Regions from separate parts of the Mus musculus genome. Here region 2 is linked to region 1. Evidence: chromatin contacts called from public Hi-C data. All regions are on one chromosome and are shown on one strand. The core of a region is the stretch at or near the end of the contact, and the rest is flanking DNA. Distances in the headings are between cores, read along the strand shown.

Region 1 (4,833 bases), core at 2,142-4,641:
GACCGACCCTGGTGCAGCCTGAATTCTATTAGGATGTGTTTACTGACAGTGAGATACGCTTCCAAACCAAGAAAGAGCGCTGACAAACTGAGAGAAGTTCTCCCTTGCGTGGGACATAAAAACTTGCCTCAATCCCTGAAGGATGGAGAGAACTGGTGGTAATGTAGGCTGAAGAGAGCAGGAGGAATAACAGATAGGAAGGCCCCAGAAGAAAGACCACTGTCTTCTCGGTGATGAGTTGTGGCTCTGCCCTGCTTTGACTGAGGCAGGCCTGTCAGTCACTGAGGGGAGGATTCACTTGATCATGGAGGCTGCCGAGAAACTACGAAGGGTAGTTGGCAGGGATGTAGGCCAGTGGCAGAGACCAATTAGACCAGAATAAGCAAGGCGTGGAGCAGGGAGTGGTTTTTGTTATCCTGACATGAACCCATGAGCCAGGATGGAATCCGTACGAACACTGGTATGTTTATGAAGAAGTGATACTTTATACAGAATGTGTGACCGCCCCCGGAAGGTGGTTAGAGCTGAAAGGTAAAGGTGAGGGGGAAGCTACAGCTGACACTTTCTTTAGTCCAGACAGCAGCATGTAGGTGAAGGTCATCCAAGGTGAAGGATTCTGATTCAAAGGTGGTGGTCATTGGGATCATAGTCAACTCAAAGCAGAAGCCATAGCCGGGACTTGAGGCTTTTAACTTACTCAGTAAGTCCAAAGTTTAAATCCGAGGAATAGGGAGGCATTGCCAACAACAGCTGTGAGTGATCGTAAGAGGGAGAGCCATTAGCTCTATGGAGCTAGAAGATGTTTAAACGGAAGTGTCTAGGTGACAGGCAGAGCTTTGGGATAGGAAATGGCCCTGCACTCACTGCTCTGTGATCTGGGCCAAGTCATTGTAATCCATCAGCTCCTCGGTTTCCTCTGTTGTAGGGTAGAGACAATGGCATTACTTAGTGGTTATTATGAATTAGGTAACTGGTTAATTGTAAAGGGGCTCGAAACAGTGCCCAGTTCGGGTGTCATTTAGTTGTGTGTTAAATAATACAAGAGAGACGCAATTTACAGAAAAATAAAGTTTGGGGAAACCTAAATGAGAAGTTAAGATAATTGATGCAGGGATGGCTGGTTGCAGAAGTCAAGAGCAAGGTTTTGTGAAAAGGGAAACAAAGTTGAATGACACAAGGCTAAAGAGAAGGAGGAAGGGCCAGAGAGGCCAGCAAATGAGGAAGGGAAGCCTTGCAGTTAGCTCTGCCTGGAGGAATAAAGAGAGAAGCTCGAGTATAGGGAACTGCAGAGACAGTGAACATGCAGAGAGGAGACGTTAGGATGGCCACTCCTGAGGTTTGCTGGTGAACCGTGAATTCGTTAGAGAGCAGATAAAGCTATGGCTAGCTCCATAGATAACATTCTTGATGATCTCAGTGACTGTTAAGGGAATGTGAAGGTATTTCTAAGCATAAAATGACAACATGGATAACGGTAATTAGATTAAGCTCAGCTCCACAGTCAGATATTATACATTGAATATAGTATAATGTGAGGCAAGGTGTGAGGTGCCATGATATACTCCTGACCGGCTCAAAAAAGTTTCCCTAATGGAAATATCTGAGCCATTTAAGATAACCTCATTACATTTTACTTGGGTTTATGTGGAACCAAGTATATTTTTGATTTGTATGAAAGTGCATGCCATGAACATTTAGAAACCCAAGACAAGCCCACCTGTACGTGGACTAAAGGCTCTGGTAAAAATGTTTCAATGGGTTACTTATTGTTCACAGAATGAAGATACACACACACACACAATTATTCTTTTAATATTTTTCTATCCAAGTATTTCCCCATAAATCCCATTGTAGTAAATATCTTTAGGAGACCTTTGGAAGTTAGAAACAACAGATATATATTTTTAAGCCTTCTAGAAAATTGACCCTGGGAATGAATCCAGGCCCTTGAGAATGTTAGGCCTTGCAGTTGCTTTGTAGCACAGGCAGACCTTGAATTTGTGATCCTCTTTCTTGCCTCAGCTTTCTGAGTAGTGGAGATTACAGGTTTGGATTACAAGGAATAGTTGGCCTCGTTTATTAAAGTCGTGTTTTCTGTCGGTCTGTACTTAGAGTCTCTGTATTGTTATGTTGTACACATTGTCTTTTATGTTTAAAGGCATTGGTATGAGGGAGGGGGAGAGTTACCTAACCAGCTCTGAAGGTTTGCTCAACTACCTACCCAGAAGCAGAGGAAGAAGGCTGCCAAGAATAAATAGCATATGGTCGGCCAGTATTTTAGTATTAGGTTACAAATTAAGTTGTAGTGGACCAGTGTTGTTCAGTAAGAACTCAATGTGCCAGCAAATGTGAGCTAAGGAAGTAATTTTTACATCTTCTTAATGGGAGCCACATTTTAATACAGGGAAAAACAAACAGGTGAAATTATCTTTAATAATATGTTTCTTAACTTAACAGCTTCCAAAGGATTGTTTTTAACATGCAATCAATACAAAAATTAAGACATTTTGCCTTATTTTTTTTCTGTACTGTCTTGGAAACCCAGTGTGTATTTATTTTCCAACCCATCTCACTTTAGACTAACCAAAAATTCAAGTGGCCAACGGCCACATGTGGCTTGTGGCTTCCATATCTAGACTCTGCAGCTTTGAGCCAAAAATATAGCCCTTTCGTGTTTCCGAAGGCAAGTTGACAAGTGGAAACACACGGAGTTCATACAACACAACTTGGACCAAATATATTACTTGAAATAGGCACAGTCTTTTCCACGCTCATCCTTTGGGGATTATTTTTATTTTTATTTCTCCAGATTTCTCCTTTGTGGTCTGGTCAGGTTTCTCCATGTAAAACAGAACTCTGTTGAGATACCGGTCAATCTCAATGCTGTGTATTCCCTCAGGTTCTAAAATGAAAAGTCATATAGCTCCTAATATTTACTCGTGGGATGCAGCCATTATAATAAAGTGTCCCATGAATGACAGTGCGCCTTCGGCTGGGAAAAAGTCGACTGATGTCCTAAGAGGCTGCCTTAAAAAGAAATGTTCCCAGGAATGGCGTCAATCCACCGGGTGGCCCCTCCAGACCCCGCTGGCTGCTTCTGGATCCAGCGCTCACTGCCCCAGTCGCCCTCCGGCTCCGGCCGCCGGCGTTTCCGGCCAGCTCTCGCGGTCCGCGCTCCGCAGCCACCGTGCCCGTCGGTCCCGGGTCAGCGGCGGGGGAAACGCGCGCCTGCGGCCGGCGACTCTGAGTATCCGGAGCGCGGCTCGGCGCGGCGTCCACGCCCTCGCCAAGCGCTCGGTGCGTGCCAGGCCGGGCGGCGCCGCGGGCGGCGGAGGGAGCAGAGCCCTCCCCCCGGGAGCTGCGCGGCCAAGGTGGAAATGCGGAAGTTTCCGCGGCGCGGCTGACAGATGAGGCTGGCGCCGGGCGCGCCGGGCTCTGCAGCGGCTGTGCGTTCGGGTCCCGTCCCCCCGCAGCCCCGCGAGCCCCGAAGCCGTGGAACCGCGCGCGCGCGCCATGGCCACGCTGCCGAGCGCCGAGCGCCGCGCCTTCGCGCTCAAGATCAACAGGTAAGACGGCGCGGTTCCTGGCCAGTCCGCGGCGGGGCGCGCCGGTCCCCGTGGCGACTCATTCTCGTCCTCTTGTCACCCGCGCTGCTGTCCGGACCAGCGTCTTGCGCCACCTCCCCAACCCGGCGTGGCTCCCGCCGCCCTCGCTGTTCTGAGACAGGTGGCCCGACCCGGAGCGCGGGGTCGCGCGCCCGAACTTGGCTTAACAAATTGCGCCTTCCTTCCAGTCGGGAGACAGCGGAAAGAAGCTAAGTGGCTGAAAATCAGCCCTGCTTTGAAGCAGATCGGTCCGTGGTCCAGGGTTAGGGCTCTTTCAACCCCCTCTTTCCAAAAAACATCTTGGCTTTGGATGGCAGCGCTATTTTTATACCTTGGTCCAAAAGGAGCCAACCATGAAGTGGAAAAAATGATTTTAAAAAAATTCCTCCTTTAAATAAGCGAAAGGGAATGAGCTGTAGCTGACGTTTAAAGATTTCTAGCACTCTAGAAAAGTGAAGAACACAGGGATTTCCAATTTATAAACAGAGCTGCACACGCCACATCTCTGTGAGTTGACTACTCATAAAGTTCTCGGTAGACTCAAGCGGCGGCGTTTCCTCCACTGAAAACTGCTGACAAGTATTCAAGGGGGCATTTTTGCCTTGACCTGGGAAATCTAGACTGCCTGGCTAAAAGATAATGTGGAAGGGCAGCGCTCTGGAGGACTTCCAGGGTTGGTGTTTTTTTCTTGTTCTTGTTTGTTTGTTTTTGCATGTGGGACGCTGGCCCACAGTAATTCATCTTTGGGCTGCTAGTGAGTGAAGCTGGAGTCACTAGGAATCACCATCCTTGAATAGTGAGCGGTAAGGACCACAGAGGGCCAGTGGAGTTTCCCTGTGCAGTTGTGAGCAAGACCTTTCACTTCCTTCACTATTTCATCTGTCCAATTAGTTTAATTATTAATGTGGACTGTATACAAATGCTAAAGGGTAACTATATCATAATTCAGTCTTCCTATCGGAGCCTTTCCCCTCATCAGGCTGTCCTGGCTGCAGTGGGGCCGTAGGGGCATAGGAAGTTTTGATGGCTGTCATCATTGCCTTCCCCGCTTCTCCTCTCTTTGTCCCTGTCATGAGAAAGAAAAAAAGCCAGGAAACAAGGAACAAGGGCAGGAAGCTGTTAGGGATTCAGGAGGGGTGAGACTGATCTGAAGTGACTGTCTGGGACCTAATGCAAGCCTGGAGACGCTCTTGCAAGGAGCTTCGGGGTTGGTATAACCCAAGGGTGG
Region 2 (4,876 bases), core at 541-3,040, 110 kb after region 1:
ATGAACACAGATGAGCAAGCGTCTCTGTAGTAAGATATAGAGACGTTTAGGTGTGCGGATGCTTTAGCAGCAAAGCTGACTCAGGGAGATCTATTTCTAGGGCAGAAAAACCTATTTTTCTGTCCCCCGCTTCTAGAATCCGTATCTAAGATCTAGGATTTCCTTAGGCTGTAAGCATCTGAGCATGTGTTACTTAACACATATTAATATGTACTGACTTCCTCACTTATTGTATATACTCTATATAACATTATAACAGCCTGTCTCAAACCACCACCAACAACAACAAAAAGTGTTAAAAAACAGGTTTCAAGAGCCGGGTGTGGTGGCGCACACCTTTAATTCCAGCACTCGAGAGGCAGAGGCAGGTGGATTTCTGAGTTCGAGGCCAGCCTGGTCTACAAAGTGAGCTCCAGGACAGCCAGGGCTATACAGAGAAACCCTGTCTCGAAAAACCAAAAAAGAAAAGAAAAGAAACGGGTTTCAGTTGTCACAGAGGCAGTGACAGAGTGAGGGGTGGTATTCAGAAACACACAGAGATGGGGAGTTGGGAAGAGGCAGGAAGACATACACCTGCAAATTAAAGATGCAGAGAAAGCAAGAGAGACACAGAAGCTAGAGACAGTGAGAGGTGGGGAGAGCAATCCGGAGGGTTTGATCCAGCCTCCACATCCCCAAGCTCTGCACTTCTGCTGAGATCTAGACTTGGGGATGTCACCGTGTTCACAGGCATCCTCGTGCACGACGGTTGACAGCAACCCTTTTACAACAGGTCAGGAAATGAACTTAAAACCCAGTTTGCTCTGCTACAGAAACACGTAATTTACCAGCAGTGCCAGTGTACAGAAGACAGCCCATACAATAGAAAATCAGTACTTTTTTTTCCTCCATTAAAAAAAAGTGCATTTAGATATCATTCCTTCATCCCAGGCTGCATATTGAAATAACAGAAAGAAAGCTAAAATTGGCACCAATTCCATTTCAAAGTCAAACCTACTGCTTTTCATTTCCCAGTCTTTTCCAGCCCCTGCTTTCATAGGTCCTCATGTTCTGCCTAACTTTTAGCCCTGTCAGAGTCTTTGTGTTTTGTTTGATTTGGTTTGGTGTGGTTTTTTTTTTTTTTTTTTTTTTTTTTTTTTTTTTTTTGGTTTTTGGCGGGGTTTGTTTGTTTTGTTTGTTTGTTTGTTTGTTTAGTTGCATTCTGGGTTTTTACCCAACATCGTGTGTGGAAAGAAAGCCTTTGACTCTCCTCAGCTGCACTTTCAAAGAGACACACACAGGGAAGAAGCGTCCAGGGTTTGCCATGAACAGTGATCGCTGATCCGTGGTGCTTTTGTTGATCCGTGGTGCTTGTTGGGATCTCTAAGCCTGCGGTGAAGTCTTCCCAGAGTTCCAGAGGCTGCATTCTGGCTCTGCTGGCTGCCCTTCCTTGTGTACCTTGGCAAGTGCAGAAGTAAGAAACACAAATATATCTTATTCAAACCGTGGTCTAGGAGACCCGGGTCAGGAGTGGAAGACGTGGGAACACCGCATGAAGGGTTGGCTTGCTCTCTACTCTCACTAACCAGAAAACGGTCTCTGTCACCGCTATCATAGACTTTCCTCCCTGTGGCATAGTTTCCATCCCGCTGAAGTCGTGGTCCCCTGACCTGATCAGTGATAAGGTATTCACTGTGACATCATCTGTCACCTTTGCACAGAAAGCGCATTCGCTCTAAGGAGCTCAGCAGCAGCTGGTGCTCCAGGAATGTCACTGGCTCATGAAACTTCTCCGTGGACCTCACTCTTGTGGCCAGCTCGTCCTTCTGACAGAGGGTTTATTCCACCCTTTCGCCTGTTTGGCTTTCAGTGTGCTCTGCACTTTGTTCCCTTCCTGCTGGCTGATGTGATCTCGAAGCTCAGCTACAGAGCCATTTAAGTTGTCCAGTTGTTCCAACAGAAGCTAACATGCTTTCTATGAGAGCTGACTTGCTCCTTGATCCTAACAGAGCTGTAGAAGCCTCTGGAAAGTGCTTGAGTGTTGTCCTGGGGAAAGGGGTAAGGGTGAGCTTTTCTCTTCCTTTCCTTGCCCTTTTAGATAAGGGATAGACTAAACTTAGGAAAAGCCAAACTAATGTGTTTTTATGCTGTGGCTTTAAATGTTCCTTTGGGCTAACCTGTTCTCCACAAAGGAAATAAAGGACAGTGCCAAGATGGTAAGAAAAAAAGAGTTCAATGTTTGATCTATGAATGGCTGCAGTTCCACAGTTAGTCCTGGACCTCAAATGAGTTTTAAACTAAGCTGAGGGCTAGGGACAAAGCTCAATGCTTGCCTAGCATGTGTAAGACCTTAGGCTCGACTTCTAGCACTGGAAGATGATAACCACATATATATACACACAGTTATCCCGAGCTAGTATCTCGCTACCAAGAATTCACTCGGACAACCGGATTCTTCTACGGCAAAGCTTTATTGCTTCATCTGAAGGAAGACCCCGAACAAGGAAAATGGTGCCGCCTATATACCCCTTCGTGTGACATGTCAGCTCCTGATTAGCTGCTCACTCATCACCCCACTACTACGCCCCGGGATGGGCAGTGACTTATTTACTCTTGCACCTGCGCACATTACTTGTTTACCAGTTAGGCACAGCGGAGGCTCATGATGGCGATTGCTCATGGCTCTCCACACACAGTCATAAGTATATAAATGGCATATTCCTGAATCTGTGGGAAGAATTAACAACCTATAGAGCTGCTAATCAAGAGAATCCATCTGAAGGATGCTTAAAACACTCTTTGGAAGGGTAACATCCAACTTTCTCCTTCTCTAAGCTGGGATGCATATAAGTAAAAAACATCTCTTTGATTACATTTCTCCAAATGTGATTAAAAAAAATAAGATGAGGCTCAGATGCCTTGCACATTCATGAGGCCTCTAGTTATTACAGAACCTGTCAAAACAGCTTCATTCTTCATATGAGTGATTCCTGTTTACAATATGGACTGTCTTCTTACAGGCTCTTCAATAATGTAATTTTTACAATTTTCCTTAATACTAACTTATACTATAAATTACATGAGTCTGTTGACCAGTTGACTAAGATTACTCTTCTCTGATACAAGCTCTGGATTACAGACTAGACATAGAGATCTTCCCTGTCAAAAGGAAAGCATTATTCTCTTCTGTTCATTCTGTAAGAGATGCTAATCTGCCAAAGACATTACTTAGCATTCTTGTCAGTAAGGAATATGGTGGTCCTTAGGAAAACAATCTTCTCAAAAACATTTTAGGCAAACTCACTCTACTTTTCTGGGAGTCGGTTTCATGGTCTGCAAAAAGGGATATTAAACCAAATTCTCTAAGACTTTTTCTTCTGTTGTGTGTGTGCAGACAGTATCAACATAACCTTGACAGGTATGCTGGTGACACTCGAAAAGGTCTAGCAACCCCTTCAGAAGCACTGTGCAAAACAGTTGACTGGTGTTGGGTCATAGGGGACAGGTCTGTGGTGCCTGCTTACTGGGGTCAAAGACGAGAGTGGTAACAGCGAACCACACTGTCCAGTCCAGCAGGCCACTGCTAGAGTGACTTACACGCCCTTCATCCAGCTGCTTCAAAGCATTTTCAAACCCTAGCTCATCAGTCCTCCAAGCACAGCATTAAAGGATGATCAGTGGCTATCAATTAATCTAAACATGAAAATCGGAGCACTCCAGGGTTTAAAAGAATTCTTTCAAAAGTCTACTGCATGGCAAAAGATCAAGATACAAGGTGTTCATCACAGCTCTATAATCAATGAAAGGGAGAAAAATCACATAAATGTGCTTTGGGGGCTATTATATACTGCAGCACATTCATTATATGAAGTAGTGTTCAGTAATTAAAATCATGATTATGAAGAATATCTAATAACATTGGAAATGGCTATAATTGAACAGTATTAGACACTAAAACACGAAATTGTATACACAGTTTGATTTTTAAAAAATATTTATTGTATGATGGAAAAGACTAAATGGAAACATGCTAAAGTTTTTACCATAGTTCGCCTCACACAGGAATAATGAATGGTTGCTGTTTTCTTCTAAAGAATCCTTTAGTGTTAAATACTTTCCTGTGCTTTTCAGCTATTCATTGGTAAAAACCTGTGCACATTATACAGCTGTGGTCATGTATTACTTTCACAATCATAATCATGTATAGATAGAATTATGTGACTATAAAGTAACATGAGCCTGTATTTGTATGTGAGAGAGAGATGCAGGATGTGGCATAGATCAGTTAGATGAGATGTTAGGAGAAAACTGGGAGGCTGTGCCATATGATCTGAAGCCCCAGTGTTCAGAAAGCTGAGAAAGCTGTGGGAACTGCTGGAGAGAAGGCAGTGGGGTCAGGAGTATTGTTTAAATGTGCTAACCGAAAAAAGTCAATGTGGAAAAAGCAATGAAAAATAAAGTCAGAGAACTAGAGAATTTGCTCAGAGGTTAAGAGTTTGTCTTAGTCAGGGTTTCTATTCCTGCACAAACATCATGACCAAGAAGCAAATTGGGGGAGGAAAGGGTTTATTCAGCTTACATTTCTACATTGCTGTTCATCACTTAAGGAAGTCAGGACTGGAACTCAAGCAGGTCAGGAAGCAGGAGCTGATGCAGAGGCCATGGAGGGTTGTTCTTTACTGGCTTGCCTCCCCTGGCTTTCTCAGCCTGCTCTCTTATAGAACCCAAGACTACCAGCCCAGAGATAGCACCACCCACAAGGGGCCTTTCCCCCTTGATCACTAATTGAGAAAATGCCTTACAGTTGGATCTCATGGAGGCATTTCCTCAACTGAAGCTCCTTTCTCTGTGATAACTCCAGCTGTGTCAAGTTGACACAAAACTAGCCAGTACAGAG

The links. Hi-C and Micro-C count contacts between places; a contact is called where the count stands out from the background.
Region 2: a contact with region 1 is called in a Hi-C map of liver, with 1.8 times the contacts expected there. A contact is called at or near these places in 7 of 484 Hi-C or Micro-C datasets (embryonic stem cells, induced pluripotent stem cells, liver and 3 more), 4 of 130 datasets of targeted methods (the NIH/3T3 cell line, craniofacial prominence, hepatocytes and 1 more) and 3 of 9 other capture datasets (adipose tissue, embryonic stem cells and liver).

The regions. Positions count from the first base shown.
Region 1 is chr19:24,996,138-25,000,970 of GRCm38.p6, forward strand. It overlaps Dock8 (dedicator of cytokinesis 8), which reads left to right and starts at 3,392. Exons shown (of 48, transcript NM_028785.3): 1 at 3,392-3,566. The coding sequence starts at 3,514.
Region 2 is chr19:25,110,416-25,115,291 of GRCm38.p6, forward strand. The region is part of intron 14 of Dock8 (dedicator of cytokinesis 8); the gene reads left to right. Among named protein-coding and RNA genes, the nearest start is that of Gm34235, 16 kb to the left of the region's middle.